Regions from separate parts of the Mus musculus genome. Here region 1 is linked to region 2. The links are chromatin contacts, called in public promoter capture Hi-C maps. All regions are on one chromosome and are shown on one strand. The core of a region is the stretch at or near the end of the contact, and the rest is flanking DNA. Distances in the headings are between cores, read along the strand shown.

Region 1 (5,623 bases), core at 1,349-3,848, 1.2 Mb after region 2:
ACTCAGGCCTCCAGAAGCAGGTAGGCCATTCAGTGGCCTCACACTGGCCTTCTCCACAAAACGGAAGATGACCACAGAACTCTGTGCCCCTGGTGGAGGCTGCCCAGTGGGTGAAGAGGGTCCCCAGGGTGAGGGAGCTATATGGGGTGAGGGAGGGGCTCGCAGAGGGGTACAAGGTGCTGTCACACGTCCCAGATCCCGGCCTCGAGGACCTGGGCCCACCACTCGTCGTATAAGGGATCCTGTGCTGCCATACATGCTGGCTGGGGGACTTTGGGGCACTGGGCCTTCGGGGAGCCAGCGACGAGGACATCGTGGTGGGGAGATGGCACAGTCGCCTTCTGAGCAGAAGCGCATGGCACCCTGGGCCATGCTGGAGCCGGGGGGTCAGGCTGGGGGGGCAGGGATGGCGAGGCCAGGCAGGGAGTAAGGGGGCTGCATGCTCTTCAGACAGGCCTGCAAGAGAGGAAGGAGAACATGGGTGGAGTGCTTTGGAGTCAGACAGGCGGGGCAGCAGAGACAGAGATGGGAAGGTGGGTTGGGCCTTCTAAAGTCCAGAGACCTATCCTGGGAATGTGGGATCAGCCATCCGGGGGACTCCTGCTTTGGAAAGCTTCCAGGGGCTCCTCTTCTTCTGTCTGGGAGCCCTGAGCATCACTTTATGGTGAAAGAGCAAGCTAATTCAGCTCATGGAGTTGTGTTCTGGGGCAGCCGGGAACTCTCTCTTGGGTGGAGGCTGGAATCTTATCTTCTGGATGATAGAGGCCATGTATCCTCTACAGTTCCACTTATGGGGGACCCTCACTTAGAATAGGAGAAACCATGCTTCTTTGAAGGAGAGGGAAGAAAAAGGGGGTTGCATGGGGGTGATGGAGTGTTGAGAGGGAAGAGGAGAGAAGGAAGGGTCTGAAGAGGCCTTAACATCGGTCCATAGATTGCTGAGTGGGGAATAGATATTCTATTCTCCATACCAGTACATGCACACACACACACACACACCCATGTATAAACACACACAAGAATTCATATACACACATGCAGAAGGACAAAGTATCAGTAGTTAACACATTCATAGGCAACACCCTCCAGTACACACGCAGTACTGCTCATAGACACACCCTCATACAATCACAGTCATAACAAATATGTGTATGATGGAAAAGCACATGCTTATCTTACACACACACACACACACACACACACACACACATCACCAAATAATAGCACACAAAGAGGTTCCCAAAATTCAGGCTCTCGTTCTCTGATGCACACAGAAACAGGTGTATCAGAGACCTCCTCGTCACAATCATAAACACAAATGCATATTTGCTCACAGAATCAGAGACACACATTCTCTCCTCCCCACACCAGTAACCAAGTCTGGGTGGGTGAGGGGGCTGCACCACATCCCTCTCCCTCAACTCCAGGGATATGAAATATCTTGCCCAGCCCAGAAGAGACCATAAAGGAAAACCGGGCCTCTGATGGCAAAGCAGCAGCATAGAGAAAGCTGTCAGGAGCAGCACCCCAGCCAGACAGGTTCTTAAAGCTCAACAGGAGCCTGGACCTCCCCTGTGAAGGCCCTCCTCCAAGGCACCCCAGTACTCACCGCTGCTCGTCAGGAGCTGGAATCGAAGAGAGGCAGAGAGGCTGGGCCCCGCTCAGCTGTAAAAGCAGCAAGGCTCCCGCTCGCTCCAGGCCCGCCCGCCCGCCTCTCAGTCCCTCCTCCACCCCTCCCCACGCTCTGCTCAAGCAACGCTAATCCCCCCCCCCCAACCTCCCTCCATTCCCAGGGCCCTAAGTCCCAAAGAATGTCACCACCTAGTCACTACCTAAGACTCACACCAGAGGAAAGGGAGAATGTGGAAGACCCCATTCTGTTCCCTAAACCCTCATATGCCCCACCCCACTCGTGTTCAGTTCTCTCTCGTCCATCATCTGAACCACACGTAGGGTCCAGATGCATACGCCTGTCCTGCTCCAGACCCCACGCGTGTCCCTAGGAGGCTGCCACATGACCTGTTACATGCCACACGCGCTCCCGCCCCCACAAGCACGCGGCCACGCAAAGCACACGGTACGGAGTAGATCGGACCCGCCCCCTAAAACCAGAAGACCCAACTATGGAAGGGACATTAAGCGAATGCAGTCATAAACACTTTGGGGTTCTGAACCTCAGACCCAGGAGTCCTGTCCTGAACCCCAACCCGGAGTGCAGAGGAAGGATAAATCAGACTCCAGGAGGAACTTCCTTACTGCCTAGGTTAATCGTCCCGCCTTTTCAGGGACGAGAGTTTAGAAGGGATGACCCCGAGACTGGGACAAGAAGCACAGGCAAACCTTGTGCCCTTGGCCAGGGTGGAAAAGGGTCTGGCTCTTTTAGGAAAACGCCACACGAGTTACTATGGTAACTATTCTCCTTTGGAAGGCCAAGACCGGCAAGTTATGACCTGGGAAGAAAGAGAGGGTCGATTCGGGTGGCCAGAGGGTGCGAGGACGTTCGAAGCGGGGGTGCGCGGGGCTCACCGCGGGGAGGGGTGGCGCGAGTTCCGCGAGGTGCTGAAGGGGACAGCGCCAGATTTGTCGTAATGCGCAAGCGCAGAGGCGCGAACAAAGGGGGGGGTGTGGAGGCGCGCGCCCGGAGGTGGTGCGCGCCCACATCAATCTTGCAGAGATCCTTCCAGGCTACCCCTTCCCCAAGTAGACTGAGACGAGGAAGCAATCCCCTCATCCACCTTCACCCTCTTGTGTCTTTCCGGTGCTAGTTGGCTTTTCTCTTTATGCTACAATTCAGTAATGAGGTAGTGTAGAAGGAATTCTGGGAAAACCAGGATTTCTGGGTTCTTTATCCTTGCTTCGTTTGATCCTGGTTAGGGAGCTTTCTCCCTAGAGCCTCGATTTGCCTGTCTTTAAAATGGACGGTCCTTCCTACCTTTGCTGATGTACCCAAACCCCTGATAAGGATGGGAAGCAGTTTTCGTTACGAAGCGGCTGAAATGTTTGCATAAGGGCACGCAATCATGTAGATAGGATGCAGCGGTCTTACAGTCTTTCGCATGCCCCACACCCACCTCAGATGTTGGAGGAAAATATTACGCCAGGGGTTCTCCAGAGAGGGACTTGGGCTTAGTATCTGGGGGTGCAGTGAAAGGGGAGCCTAGTGGTTGAGCTTTGGGAAGACAATGTCCCTACAATTAATCCAGGACCAGTCAAAGCAGTACGGCTAGTGGCCTGCACTGAGCAGGCAATTCCTCTCGGACTCTGGACCGCTGGAAAGCAGACCTGGCTGGTCCTATATAGTCCTTTGTCCTTAGGCAAAGAGCCGGACTACGCTGCCCTGAAGTGGAAAGAGATGGATGTCATGATTGTGCATTTCACAAGAAATGGCAGGTTTAAACAAGTGTGCTTGAGAGTAAAAGCCCTAGCGTCGCCCATTTAATCTAGTCTTTTGGCAGTTGCTTATTGAGCACCTAGTACATACCAGCTAGTTATAGTCTGGGCAGCCTCTCCCCCTTTTCTTTTTCCAAAGTCGCTTAAAGGCGACCAGAGGACAGAAGGAGGCACTGGGTAACCTAGGAGTCCTGGCTCCGCCCCTTCTGCCTTTGGCCTTGTCTGCTCCTCCCATCACCACTCAGAGGCGGCTACTGGCCCGCAACGGAGACCGAAAGCAGTGTTCGCTCGCCGCTACTCCAGCCTCGGGCTTCAAGCCCTGTAGCTGAGAAGACATCTAATGGTACATCACTGGTCCGTTCTGCCTCAGTTTCGGGATCCATCCGAAAAGCTTCCTGACAAGGATTCTCAGTGAGACCGCACTCGATTAAATCGGTCTGTCTCTTCCGACCAAGGAGGCGGGCTCGCCGCAGCCGCTTCAAGGCCAAAGCGAGTGGAGCTTACTGCGCACGCGCAGTAGACAGCGATGGAGCCACCAATGGAGCAGTCCGGAGGGGAGCAAGAACCAGGAGCTGTCAGGTACCGAGCACTGGAGGGGCCTAGGGAGGGAGGGCAGCCGAGTCTGGGCCGGACGCGGATCCCTCTTGCCAGCCGGGACTCTCGGGTATAACAGAAGGACTCGCACGTAACAGCGGCCCGGGGACGTCAACGCCGTTTTCCCCCTCAGGCTCCTGGACCTGCCCTGGGAAGACGTGCTGCTCCCGCACGTCCTGAACTGGGTCCCGCTGCGCCAGCTGCTCCGGCTGCAGCGCGTCAGTCGCGCCTTCCGGGCGCTCGTTCAGCTGCACTTGGCGAGGCTGCGCCGCTTCGACGCCGCTCAGGTGAGCCGGGGCCCGGAGCCACGCCCACGCCACGCCCCCGCGTGGGTACCACCGTCGCCCCGCCTCCAGGCCAGCCCCTGCTGCGCGGTAAACCCTTCCCGACCCCGGGTGAGACGTGGAGAATTCCAGAGGGCAGCGGCTCGGAGGGAGCTCGGTGTCCCTTCTGGGAGGGCAGGGGGCAAAGTCCCGAAGTTAGGCGGCTGCCAGGCAGTGGCCCGCCCCGGGGACAGACTTGAGTCTCCGTGTCTCCCGCCCGTAGGTGGGTCCACAGATTCCACGGGCGGCACTAGCCCGGCTACTGCGGGATGCTGAGGGGCTGCAGGAGCTGGCGCTGGCTCCGTGTCACGAATGGCTGTCGGACGAGGACCTGGTGCCGGTGCTGGCACGGAATCCACAGCTCCGGAGCGTAGCGCTGGCCGGCTGCGGCCAACTGAGTCGCCGAGCCCTGGGGGCGCTGGCTGAGGGCTGCCCGCGTCTGCAGCGCCTTTCCCTCGCTCACTGTGACTGGGTGGACGGGCTGGCACTGCGTGGCCTCGCTGACCGCTGCCCGGCTCTGGAGGAGCTAGACCTCACCGCCTGTCGTCAACTCAAGGACGAGGCCATCGTGTACCTGGCGCAGAGACGCGGCGCGGGCCTCCGCAGCCTCTCATTAGCAGTCAACGCCAATGTTGGGGACACTGCGGTTCAAGAGTTGGCTCGAAACTGCCCGCAGCTCGAGCACCTAGACCTCACCGGCTGCCTTCGGGTCGGAAGCGACGGTGTCAGGTGCCTGGGCATGGGGGCGGTACTGTAGGAAGTGGGCAGTCACTTTGGGGATAGGGAGGTGGGTTGTACTTGTCAAAGACCCATTAGAAAGACCTCTGGCATTTTTTAGGCTAGAAAGTGTACAATTAAAAACAAAACAAAACCAAAAACCAAAACCAAAACAACCCCCCCAAAAAAAAAACAAAAACAAAAAATAAACAGACTTGGGAGCCAAGATTGACACACTGAGAAATGTCACATAAAGTTGATTTCTGGCATTTCTGCAACAAGGTGGGTAATCTAGAAACACTGGAAGGAACTATGGATTGGTACTCTCTAAGAACCAGAAACCCCAAATGAGCCTGGAGTCTGTAATTCCTTCCTGGCCCCTTCCTTTAGGTACAGTAAAAAAGAGCAGACCCTGAGCTGGAGGGAAAGCTAGAACTTGCTGGAGCCAGCTGCGGGTTTAGAGGGCTGGCCCTCCAGACCGTGAGATTCAGCACCTAGCATCACCATACTCCTCCCTCAGGACACTGGCCGAGTACTGCCCGGCGCTGCGCTCTCTGCGGGTGCGGCACTGCCACCATGTGGCTGAACCGAGCCTGAGC
Region 2 (5,083 bases), core at 2,522-5,021:
GGCACCTGAGCCATCTCAGATGACCCCTAAGTGCTGCTCCCTCCCCCTCCCTCCACTCCCCCCCCCCCACAGGGCTACTCTGTAAGGCAAGAGAAACGAAAGGGCTCCAGAAACACAGATGGAGCACCAAATGAACTGTGTACTGGGAGGAGAAGGGAGAAGGGGGTTGGGGGAGGGGGCTGAGCTCACCAAACCCAGATCTTCTGGTCTCATCTTTCTAGCTAGAGACTGAGATGCAAGCAAAGCACGGGGCCATCCCAGCTACCCTGGGACAAGCACCAGCAAGCATACTGGACTTGCAGAACTCCAGCCTTGCAGACTGGATTGGGATACAAATTGACTCAGAAAACAGAAAGGTTGGGAGAGTGGGAAGAAGCCAAGGCACTCCTTGGCTGTGGGATTTTTGCTAACCACGCAATCTCAGTGGGTTGTTGTGACCTCTGCCAACCTTAGCCTGGGCCAGCATGGGGAAGTGTCCTCTCAGCTACCCTGGACAGCCGGTGCTACCTCGGAAGAGTTTGGGAGGTGGACCAGCAGGTGTCAGGAGCTGGGAGAAGCAGGATAAGAATAGTCTGTAACACTACAGAAGTACAGCACTGGTGGGAGGGGGGAGGGAAGGGTGGAGAAGACTGAAGTGGTTTCCGGTTTCCAGCAAGGGCCTCAGAGTGGCAAAAGATGTAGCTCTGAAGAAAGCTAAAAACAAACCAAACAAACAAACCAACAAAAAGTAAAAACAAACCCAGGTCTAATGTGGCAGGACTGTGGTTAGACTAACAGAGGCAGGACCACTGGTCTCCAGCCTCAAGGATGCTCCAAGCAGGGCCCACTGCCACGGTTTTCAGCTGCAAATAGAAAAAGGTTTAGGTGTTGAGCTCCCAGTGCAATCCTCTTCTTCCTGTGGAACTTTGAACAGATTTGCCTTTTATTTAAAATGGCATACAAGAGGCTGGGGAGTTGGCTCAGCGTTGGTTGAGAGAGCTTAGAGCTTTTGCAGAAGGCCAGGATTCAGTTTCCAGAGCCCACATGGTAGCTCATAACCAGCCAGAGCTCCAGTCCCAGGAAATCAGATGCCCTCTTCTGGCCTCTGCGAGTACCAGATGTGCACATGGTACACATACAGGCAAAACGCTCTGTGCACATAAAATAAATATATCTGAATGTTTTTAAATGATATGTGACTCACATTTCATACTTTCAAACTTAAGGTGCACTAGTCCGTGGCTTTCAGAATATGCCTGAGTTTTGCAGCTACCACCACTACCAAACTGCAGGGAAATTTTAATGGTTCCTAAAAAAGAAACTCTGTACTCAGGAGCAGTCACTTCCCCTCTTCCTCTAGTCCTGGCAACCACAAGTCTACCGTTCTGTCCTATGGAGTTCTCTGTCTTGGTCAGTTTACCTAAATTATCTATCTAATGCCTTTGCGCCTGGCTTCTCTCACTTAGCATACTATTTCCCAGGTTGTGGTGTGAGCAAGCAGACACTTCCCTCTTATGGTGGAATAGTGCTCCATTTCGTGGACAGGCCATATTTTATGTGTCCATCAGTTGATGGACAAATGGAACGGTCTGCGCTTTCGTTCACTCAGCTTTATTTGGTAAAAATATCGGGCCATATCCATCAGCTTCTTAGGGTATTTATGGGTCTCAAACGAGTGTGGGATGTGGTATGCGGAGTAAATGCCCAGGCTGCTTTCTGTTCTAGATCTTTCAAGATAAAGGGCAGAAAAGGCTCATCAGGTTCAGAGAACTTCTCAAGTAAGTCAGGTATCGAGGAGGCCGAGTGAGGAACAAGAGCCAGGCAGTAGGCTGGAGCTCTGCTCTCCTGGTCTTGCTTAGGGTTTGAGAACAACTACCTGGGGGCAGTGCTAGCACTTGGGAGGCAGAGGCAGGCGGATTTCTGAGTATGAGGCCAGCCTGGTCTACAAAGTGGGTTTCAGGACAGCCAGGGCTATACAGAAAAACCCTGTCTTGAAAAACAAAACAAAACAAAACAAAACAAAACAAAACAAAACAAAAGAGTTGAGAACAACTACCTGCTTCGTGCTTTCTATCTTCTTGAATGAGCATTTGCTCTCCTGGCTGAAGATAGGGCGAGTATTTATCTGAGAGAGATGCTACTGAGTTCTGAGTTTCTATAGTTATCCATAATACTGACTTCTGGCTTATCCTTCTTTTTCTTTGTTTATTGTCTGTATAGAACACAGGTCTGAGGTCAAGACACTTGGCTGTCTCCCCAGTACCTAGAAAGTACCAGGTACATTTTAAGTACACAAATATTTGTTGGGCAAGTCAAGTCTCCATTAATTTATTAGTCACTCAAGATGAACATGTTTGATTTGTTGGGGCTGTTTTAGGAGGGGTACACACATTATATATCAATATATATATATATATATATATATATATATATATATATATATATACACACATATATATCACACATATGCACATATAACATCGCATATATATATATATGACATTTCCTGTCTTTGAGGAAGGCCCTTCAAGTGACAGTGTCAGACAGTGGCCAAAACAACTAGATTCCACTGAGACTTGCTGAGGAGTGAGGCCAGCGTTTTGCCTGTTAGAGACCTCCCAGAAGGTTCAGCAGTGAATGGACCTGAAATAGATCAGAATTCATAACCTATGCTTTTTTTTTTTCCCTCAGAACTTGGCTCCTAGGAGGGAGCAGACCTTTCCCGACTGGAGAGGGGAAAGAGAGGAAGCAAAAGAAGGGAGTTTCCTTCTTTTCTCTTGGGCTCTCAGCCAGGCAGCCACAGGCATAACTTTGAAAAGGCCTAAATTTGTCCTGGACGCACTTCCCTGATTCTCGTCCCAGCAGCCCCCGCCCCCACAGCCTTAAGACCCAAGGCTTCCCTCCAAAGATTCTAAAAGCAAGGAACTAAGTCCTTTCTCTCACAAACCCAGAGCCATTCACTTGGGTCGGGTCGTAGGAATTGCTTCTGCGAGCTTCTGTTTACTCAAAATGAAAGAGGTACCTTGAGGAACGGGCACCCTCGCACAAGCCCCAAAGTAATCCTTTGGCTTGTGACTGCTTTTCAGGATTGACTTTCGTTTCCTTAAATTCTCTAAAGAGACTGAGTTGGAGTGGCTGCTAATTTTTATAACAATATATAGCCAGCTCTTCATAGGACCTGTTTTAAAGGACAAGCCTGAACTCACCGTCCTGCCTCGGGGCCCGGGCTCCATACCTGGGGAGTAGACAGTCTTCTACTTTCTAACAAGCTGGACTTGAAGTTGCAGTAAATCTCCTGGTTGAGTGACAGGTGTTTCCCAGCTCAGCCCTTGGGGAGATTCTCCAGTTGGGCAGGACACCTGTCCCCAGGGGCCTAGTGGGCTGGACTCCTTCGGCCCTGTTCAAAGTGAGGGGGTGGGTCCTACCAGGTCTGGGAAAGGTTCTGATTTCCCTCTCCTTTGGTCCGTCTGTCTGTTCGTCTTTGGGAATGGCTGCTTCCTGATCTTTTTCTTTCTCATTTAAACCTCTCTCTGTAGCCCTCCTCCTTTCTCTTCACTGGAACTACTCAGAGCTCTGATCTCCGTCCCTCTGTCTCTGGCTCCGGCATCTGTCTGGGCTCCTGGCCTCCTTCTCCCCCCTCCCAACCCCTCCCCCGCGCTGTCATTCACCCCGCTCCTCTCCACGCACAGCCAATGGAGAGACCCGGCCGAAACAGCTAGGCTCGCTCGCTCAGGGCTTTTTCGCCCGGTGATTGATGTCCCAGAGTCAACAGCGAGCGAGCAGCCGGAGAAGGGAAGGAGAAGCCGGAGAGGGGAAGAATACAGCTCCCCCTCTCTCCTTCCCCTCCCCCCTACTTTGGCCCTTCTGCGCACTTCGCCTTCAAGTCTCAGCGCAGCCTGGGGTGGCGATTGCCTCCGCGCTCCGACTCGCTGCCCGGGTAGTCCAGCGCAGCGATCGCCCGCGCCCGGGCCCCCGCGTGGGGCCGGGGCCAGCATGGAGCACCTGGGTCCGCACCATCTCCACCCGGGCCACGCGGAGCCCATCAGCTTCGGTATCGACCAGATCCTCAACAGCCCCGACCAGGGCGGCTGCATGGGGCCCGCTTCGCGCCTCCAGGATGGAGACTACGGCCTTGGCTGTTTGGTTGGAGGCGCCTACACTTACGGCGGCGGGGGCTCCGCTGCTGGGGCGGGGGCCGGGGGCACTGGCGCTTACGGCGCGGGTGGCCCAGGTGGTCCTGGTGGTCCGGCGGGCGGCGGCGGCGGTGCCTGCAGCATGGGCCCACTGCCCGGCTCCTACAACGTGAACATGGCCTTGGCGGGCGGCCCCGGTCCGGGCGGCGGCGGCGGTGGCGGGGGTGCCGGTGGCGCCGGGGCGCTGAGCGCTGCAGGGGTGATCCGGGTGCCCGCGCACAGGCCGCTAGCTGGAGCTGTGGCCCATCCCCAGCCCCTGGCCACCGGCTTGCCTACAGTACCCTCTGTGCCTGCGGTGCCGGGTGTCAACAACCTCACCGGCCTCACCTTTCCCTGGATGGAGAGTAACCGCAGATACACAAAGGACAGGTTCACAGGTGAGTCCGGCCCGCGCGCGTCCCGCCTGGCCGTGGCTCGGTCTCTGTGCTACCCACTACCCTGCTTGATGGCTCCTTGAAGCTCTTTCTGAGCGCCAGGTCGCCTAGCGCCTCTCCGTGCGTTTCCTAAGTTCAGCTGCCTTCAGGATTCTATGTGCTCAGAATCGCTCCAAGAGTTCTTGCAGCCTGGGTTCTTCTGTCTCTCCTCTAGGACCCCATTCGTGGAAGCAAAGCTTGGTCCCCTCTCGGGATCCCAGGGCCCAGTCAGGTAGAGGACTGTAGATTCAGGACCATCTTCTGTCAACAGTCTAGGCTTTGCATGCCCGTGTGAGAAAAAAAATTTTTTTTTTCTGTCCTGGCTGCTGTTTCCTGACGGAGGCCAAGAGCCCCAGAATTAGACAGAATAATTAGACATAAGAAAAGGTTCTCCTACCTCTCGTCCCCTACTACACACACACACACACACACACACACACACACACACACACACACACACACACACACACGTGCTCTGAGTTGTGGCGTGCGGGTCGG

What was found. Promoter capture Hi-C pulls out the DNA fragments that hold promoters and counts their contacts.
Region 1: a promoter capture Hi-C map of embryonic stem cells shows a contact between it and region 2, with 2.7 times the contacts expected there. The contact joins the promoter of Psd here to the promoter of Tlx1 in region 2.

Annotation. Positions count from the first base shown.
Region 1 is chr19:46,324,558-46,330,180 of GRCm38.p6, forward strand. It overlaps Psd (pleckstrin and Sec7 domain containing), which reads right to left and starts at 2,599. Exons shown (of 18, transcript NM_028627.2): 1 at 2,527-2,599; 2 at 1,610-1,665; 3 at 1-456. The coding sequence starts at 372. Fbxl15 (F-box and leucine-rich repeat protein 15) reads left to right here and starts at 3,627. Exons shown (of 4, transcript NM_133694.2): 1 at 3,627-3,969; 2 at 4,118-4,271; 3 at 4,531-5,036; 4 at 5,545-5,623. The coding sequence starts at 3,917. It overlaps Cuedc2 (CUE domain containing 2), which reads right to left. Exons shown (of 9, transcript NM_001164291.1): 9 at 5,255-5,623.
Region 2 is chr19:45,146,944-45,152,026 of GRCm38.p6, forward strand. Tlx1 (T cell leukemia, homeobox 1) reads left to right here and starts at 3,772. Exons shown (of 3, transcript NM_021901.3): 1 at 3,772-4,549. The coding sequence starts at 3,973. It overlaps Gm35923 (a long non-coding RNA gene), which reads right to left and starts at 11. Exons shown (of 3, transcript XR_386750.3): 1 at 1-11.